2 separate regions of the Sus scrofa genome follow, and region 1 is linked to region 2. A link is a contact called in public targeted proximity ligation data. All regions are on one chromosome and are shown on one strand. The core of a region is the stretch at or near the end of the contact, and the rest is flanking DNA. Distances in the headings are between cores, read along the strand shown.

The links.
Region 1: a targeted proximity ligation map of skeletal muscle shows a contact between it and region 2, with 4 times the contacts expected there. A contact is called at or near these places in 2 of 2 datasets of targeted methods (alveolar macrophages and skeletal muscle).

What each region holds. Positions count from the first base shown.
Region 1 is chr3:94,043,069-94,046,670 of Sscrofa11.1, reverse strand. The region is part of intron 2 of ATP6V1E2 (V-type proton ATPase subunit E 2); the gene reads right to left. Among named protein-coding and RNA genes, the nearest start is that of TMEM247, 22 kb to the left of the region's middle.
Region 2 is chr3:93,229,757-93,233,435 of Sscrofa11.1, reverse strand. No RefSeq gene overlaps it. Among named protein-coding and RNA genes, the nearest start is that of EPCAM, 46 kb to the right of the region's middle.

The sequences.
Region 1 (3,602 bases), core at 376-2,875, 810 kb before region 2:
GACCCCTTCTAGTGATGAGTAATAGTCATCCATGGATATATGAACTAATTGGGATAGGGAGAAAAAGCATCATCTCATTAAGAGATGCATTTCCAAGTAAGCTTTATTTTTTTATCTATTAAATGTTCTGATAGTATTTGTTTTGATTAATTGTGCATTAGTTGTCATGGTAAAACTCCAGTCAAAATATTCTCTAACACTTAGAGTCTTTTGGTGCAAGGAATTTTAAAAATAAACTCATTTTACATACATGGCTTTGCAGGAGAGAAGTATGATAGGGTGATGCATAAAAGACATTCAGTCATAAAAATGTATTAGGATAAAACTCTGTATGAGAAGTAGAAGGAAATATAAATTCAAGGGGAAAAAAAGAGGAAAAATTTCCAACTGTTGAGGGAGAACTTCATGTATTTTTTAAAAAGATGATGGTGGGTATCCAATCCCTATAGCATTTCACTTAGAAACATTTTTTCAGAATACTCTAACAGTTTTATCTTTAAATGTCAATATTTGCATACACCAGAAAGTACACTCTATGTAACTACTTAAACTATGGAAAAATTTTGAATGTTTGCTCCTAAAAATGTGCAAAGGGGTACACAGATTTTTAAAACGAATTTTGAAATCTTCAAGAAAAATGGTGAGAGCACCAGGGTCACGGGAGCTTGGCACTTGCCTGCAAAGGAAGGGCCTAGAATAAACTCAAAATCAGTAGCTTTGACAACTCCCTAAGTCTCCAGGGACCTGAGAGGACCTTCAAAGCGTGTGGGGGTGGGGGAGGAGCCCCTCACTGGTGTGAAACTGGGCCAAGGCTCTCCCCCTTTGTCCCATCAATACTCTCCTCTGTCTTTTTTCTTTTATCTCTGGTTTTATTTCACTGTTCCTCCAAAATCTCATTCTCTCCACTACAGATGCCTTGTCAGCTCAGTGTGACATCTGTTCTGCTTTCTTGCATCCCACCTCACCCACCGTTCCTTTCTTCCAGAAGTTTTTGGGCGGCAGCGGTCCCACCCACCCACTCCCAGCCTCGCTGGCCCTGGCCGCTGTCTTGTACACGCCTCCAGTTTGCTCTTGGTTTGGGCGAGTCCTCAGTTTCCAGCTAAGCCGTAAGTTTTCTCATCTCTGCCTCCAAGTCTCCTTTCTCAGCGATAAAAGGCGGATAAAGAAGAATTAGGTGAGATGAAATTTGTGCAGTGCCTGGCACCGAGCCTCGCCTGCAGCCAGAACTGAGCCCCCAGCTGCATTCAGCAAGTACCTGCTAACCATGCAGTTGCATTTTCTCGCCAGCCAGTGATCACAGGAGTCTGGGCTTCCTGGCATCCCCCTTCTTCGCCCAGGGAACCAAGGAGAGTTCCCCAGGTCTCCTTTCGATAGCTTGCCAAGGAGGGGTGATGGAAATGCCCTCCCCCTCCCGCCACCGCGGCTGCCACCTAATCCACTCCGGGTCCCCGAGCCCAGGCTGGGGGGGGGGATGGGAGGAGGGGGAGCCGGGAGCTATGAGGTCATGGTCGGGTCACGTGACCGCTGCCGCATCTGTCAACTGTGGTACAATTACTAAGACGGTCAGGGCAGGGCGTGCGCTATTCAAACCAGTTCTCTCTCCCTCCTCCCGCTCCCAGTCGCTGGCCCCTTTCACACCAAGGGACCGTCTCAAAAGTCTAGGACCCTAAAGGGTATGGCTCCAAACGCTATAATTTAAGGGCTTGGGACAGGAAGACAGGAAGAGAGGAAAGCTTTCCAAGATTGCATTTATTGCTGCTGCAGTTTGAAAACTATGGTTCTAAAATCTTTTCTGTCAAAGCAGTTTGGCGTATGTTTAAAGAGTGTTAAAAACGCTCAAACTCTTTAACCCATTAACACCAGTTTTAATAAACGTTTGTTTGTGGAAGTAATCCAAACCCAGGCAAAGGTTTAGGTACACAAAATTCACTGTCTTATTACTGAAATTAACAAAGTACATAACAAAATTAAATAAATTAGGGTATAAACAAGAACAATACAATATTGTTTAGTTGTTAAAAATGGTGAGTCCCAATAATTTTCCTGACATGGAAAAATGCATGGAAAAAATGACTCTAGGGAATATTTGCTGAGCACTTACTATGTGCCAGATTTTCTGCTAAATGCTTCCTGTGAATTGATTCTTCTGACTTTAGGAGACAGATACTATTATTATCCCTCTTCTAAAAACTGTGGCCTAGAGAAGGAACCTGCCTAAGGCTGACTAGTTAATCAAGTATGAAAACGGAGCCATAGAGTTTATCCAAAGGGCTCACCTATATAAATGGCAGAAGCAGGATTTGAACTCACAGAATCTGAGCCTTTTAACCCCTACGTGCTTAAAAACTTGCCACAGTAGTAACTAATGAGAAATCAGTATAAACAGGTGATAATGTATATATACATATGTGTCCCTACACATAATACATGAGTAGCAAAGTAATGGAAGGACAAACACCCACATTTTCACAGTGGTATCCCTCAGCGGTACAATAGCCAGTTATTTAAATTCTCTTTATCCTATTTTGGATCTTTTAAATCAATACAGTGTGTGTATATTAATTTAACAAGTAAACAAAATGTTATATACAAACAGATTCCACAAAAGAGCCATGTGCTAAGTATGGGATTATTTTGTTATAATGAAAACTTGAAAGTAGCTCAAGTGGCAATTACTGGTTGAATAGTTAAACTATAAAAATAGTAAATGCAATAATTGGCAGGCATTGAAAATGAAAGTTACAGAGTTCCCACTGTGGCACAGTGAGTTAAGAATCCAACTGCGGTGGCTCATGTTGCTGCGGAGGTGTGGGTTTGATCTCCAGCCTGGCCGGAGGCAGCGGGTTAAAGGATCTGGCATTGCTACGGCTGAGTCTTAGGTTGCAGGTGGTGGCCTGGATTCAGTCCCTGGCCTGGGAACTTCCATATGCCTCGAGTGCAGCCATTTTAAAAAAAATTACCTTTAAAATGAAAGAAAGAAAATGAAGGTTATAAAGATCAAGTGATACCATTATGTGAAAAATCAAGGTCCAAAATGATAGGCATATTATGCACAATTATTTGAAAATATTATTGTAAAATCTGAAAGAAAAAAAGTAACTGTATCAGGAGGGTAAAATTATATGTGATTTTTAAAATTTTTTTCAACTTCTATAATGTCTTCTGTTTCTTGTATAATAATAAAAATATTTTTATTGAGCTAAGGTCCCATATCAAAATTAATACAGAACACACGGGATCCTTTTTGCCTTTTTTTTTTTTTCTTTTTTTTTGTCTTTCCTAGGGCCACACTTGAGGCATATGGAGGTTCCCAGGCTAGGGGTCCAATTGCCGCTGTAGCCGCCTGCCTACACCCAGCCACAGCAACATCAGATCCAAGCCGTGTCTGTGACCTACACCACAGCTCACAGCACCACCGGATCCTTAACCCATTGAGCAAGGCCAGAGATCAAACCTGAAACCTCAAGGTTCCTATTCGGATTCGTTAACCACTGAGCCATGACAGGAACTCCTTTTTTGCCTTTTTCGAATGCTTTCTGTTTGACCTCGTTTCATTCCCAATGAGCAAGGCACGCTCTTTCCCATTTTGCCGATGAAAAGTT
Region 2 (3,679 bases), core at 1,151-3,650:
ACAGATCTGGGTTTAATTTCCAACGAACTATGTACACTTTGGCTAGTTATATAACCCACATGAGCCTCAGCTTCCTCATCTATAAAATGGGATTGATGACACTTAGCTGATATGATGACGCTTGGCTGATATGTGATCCTTATTTAAGTTAAGCAAAAATACACACAGAGGGAGTTCCCATCATAGCTCAGTGGTTAATGAATCCGACTAGGAACCATGAGGTTGCAGGTTTGATCCCTGGCCTCGCTCAGTGGGTTAAAGATACAGTGTTGCTGTGAGTTGTGGTGTAGGTTGCAGAAACGTCTCAGATCCCGAGTTGCTGTGGCTCTGGTGAAGGCTGGCGGCTACAGCTCCAATTAGACCTCCATGTGCCGCGGGTGCGGCCCTAGAAAAGACACACACACACAAAAAAAATACACACAGAGTAACAGGCATATAGTATTTAAGTACTAGTATATATTTGAATCATATCTTCCTTTTCCTATGTCTGGATATTAAATTAACACTTTTTATTATTAAAAAACATCTTTTTTACTACAACAGCAGTGCATGTTAAATTGCTAAAAACCCAGAGAAGCAAAAAGAAAACACAAAAAACACCATAAACCCCACCATCTGCACAGTTACAATAAGTGCCACTTAAACACTGGAATCGAGGCAGCAGCTAAGCCCATCATGTGCATTTTATTTAATTTATTAATTAATTTATTTATTTTATTTTGCCTTTTCTAGGGCCGCACCCACGGCATAAGGAGATTCCCAGGCTAGGGGTCTAATCAGAGCTGTAGCTGCCAGCCTACGCCAGAGCCACAGCAACGCGGGATCCGAGCTGCGTCTGTGACCTACACCACAGCTCATGGCAATGCCGGATCCTTAACCCACTGAGCGAGGCCAGGGCTTGAACCCACAATCCCATGGTTCCTAGTCGGATTTGTTAACCACTGAGCCATGACGGGAACTCCCCATTATGTGCATTTTAAAATGTAATCCTCACGACCCTATAAAATAGGTGTTATTTAAATCTCCATTTAACAGATGATGAAACAAAGTCTCAGAGAGACTAGGTGTGCTGCCCAAATTCACACAACCAATAAGGAGCGGAGCTGGGACTTGAAGGCTTCATTCCCTGTTGAGAAACTTTCAGGTAGCAGAGAAGATATTTGGGAGGTGGCGAGCTCTCCAGGGGCTAAGAAAGCTCAATCCTTCAGCAGCCCCCCACTCCAGAGTTCCCTGCCTGGTGGGCTGTCCCTGGGCACCTGCCTACATACACTTGTGTGTAAACCTGTGCGGGCTGCTGCAGAGCGTGCTCACAACTCTCGCTGGGAAGGCTGCTGACACAGAGCCAGAGGTCCTGCCCATCACTACCTTGCTGGGTGACCTTGGACATGTCCCCCTTGACAGTCCCCATCTCTCATGGGAATAATAGCAAATAGTTTTTCCTGTGATTCTAGAGGAGATAAAGACTAGAAGACTACCCAGATAGTTTAAATGCCACATGGCAGTTACCGAGATAACTCAAGGCAAGAATAATCTCTATAGAACGTGTTTACAGTGTTCAAAGGGCATTTGATGAATTGAGATTAGCAGAGGCACACCAACCAATACCAAAAGGTGCCTTCTGGTATAGGAATAGGCAAATGCATATTGGTCGGAAAATTTACCTGACATGCAAACCCAGGACAGGTAGGTTCCATGTGGCGTGGATGGGGGAAGCCAGAACCCTGAAGGTACGACAGATCGCCTGGAGTCAGGAGAGCTTGGGCTGAGAAATCCCCACTTCTCATCTGGTGGGATCCTTCCTGAAAGAGGCTGAGTTCCACGATCCTGGTCTGCCTAGTTAAGAGTTTCTGGAAACTGAGCTTTGTCTAAGGGTCATTTCTATCTCTTTGAATCTCAGAATAAGAAGATTAAACTGGGAAACAGGAGGAGAGGGTGGGCTGAGTTGAGGCTACCGATGGATGATCAAAACCCCGGGAGTGGGTCCTGCTGATGTCCACATCTGAGCATGGGTAGCCCAACCAAGGCAGAGTGCTCAGATCAAGCGCTCATTGGTCAGCCTCATGACTTTCTTGTTCTTATGCCCTGTGGTTTTAAACCATCAGCTTCTGCAACAGGAAGTGAAAGCACCGTGTTTCTTCTGGGCTTCAACAGGCTCTTATAACAATGCAGTTTCTGTTTCAGCCCGAGATGCCCTGAAATAACCTGCACGCCGCTCCAGCTTTGCACGCACCCAGTCAATAATTAATTGGCCACCTAGCATTCTTGGAGACGCCAGTGAAGACCCAGGGCTCTCTTGGGCTTATGAAGATATCCAGCAGTTCACAACCCTGCTTGTGCCCTCAAGGAGTTTAGCAGCCAGATGAATCACCTCGGAGCTCACCACGGGCACAGGAGAAAAAAACAGTAGAGGAAATGCCATCCTCAGTGTCAACTTGAGCAAAATACCAACCCTGATGACATTTGCCTCCATCTGGAAAGGTCTACCCAGGGATGGCCCTGTATAGAGCATTCATTGTACACAGTTGCCTTTGCAGGCTGCACTGTCCTTGCACGTTTCCCAGAGCCGACAAAGGAAGGCAGGGCATATTAATGAGTTGCTAGCAGGGTCTGCAGTGTGCCAGCAGCTTTACAGGTGTCATGTCATCCCCACAACCACCTGGCGAGGAGTATCATTGTTCCTGCTTGCACTGGGGAGACTGCAACTCTGTGGGTGGCTGAGACCTGAGGCTCAGGGGCTGGAGCTGAGGTAGAGTACATGTTTGTGAGCGTGTGTGTGTGTGTGTGTGTGTGTGTGTGTGTGTGTAGGGTGCACTAAAGAAGGGTGCAGCTCAGGAAGGAAGGACCTTGGGTGTTGGCCCAGAAATAGGACTTTCTCCTGGAAGCTGCAGGAGCTACTGAAGGGCAGTAGTGAGAGGCACCTAATTAAATCTGCAGGAAAGCTCTCTGGCAGCCACGTGAAGGCTGGTAGGGGTGGAGGAGGAGGGATTAAGAGAATGAGACTAAAAGAGAAGGCTCTGGAAGAGTAAATCTGTTGTCTCCACCCCTCCACCCATCCCCCCACCACACACTGAAAAATGGTCTCTAGATTCAGAGAAATTATTTGACAAGCCCAATTTAAAATTTTACACCCAAGGCAGTGGGTGTTATTATTAATTTGGAAAATCAAAATTGGTTAAACTGAGGCCAATGAGTGAGAGAAGTTGGTGCTGTGGGCAATAGCCCTGGGAGGTGGCTGCTATGAGGACCAGCTTGACAAGATTTGGCATCATGACTAAGGGAAGGATCTGGGGTTTGTTTTGTTCTGTGTTTTGTCTTTTTCGGCCCGCACCCATGCTATCTGGAGGTTCCCAAGCTAGGGGTCGAATTGGAGCTGTTGCCGCCAGCCTACACCACACAGCTCACGGCAACCCCAGATCCTTAACCCACTGAGCTAATCCAGGGATTGAACCTGCAACCTCATGGTTCCTTGTTGGATTTGTTTCGGCTGCGCCACAATGGGAACTCCAGGCCCTGGGGTTTGGATTTAGGCAGGCTTGAGTGTGAATTCTGGCTCAGCCATTGAAAATGTCATCTAATCTCTCTGATCCTGTTTACCTCTTCACCTCGAATGTAAAATAAATTTCATCACCCCTGTCTTTGGTGATTATGGAGTTAGAGTGTTCACAGTGCCTAGCACACC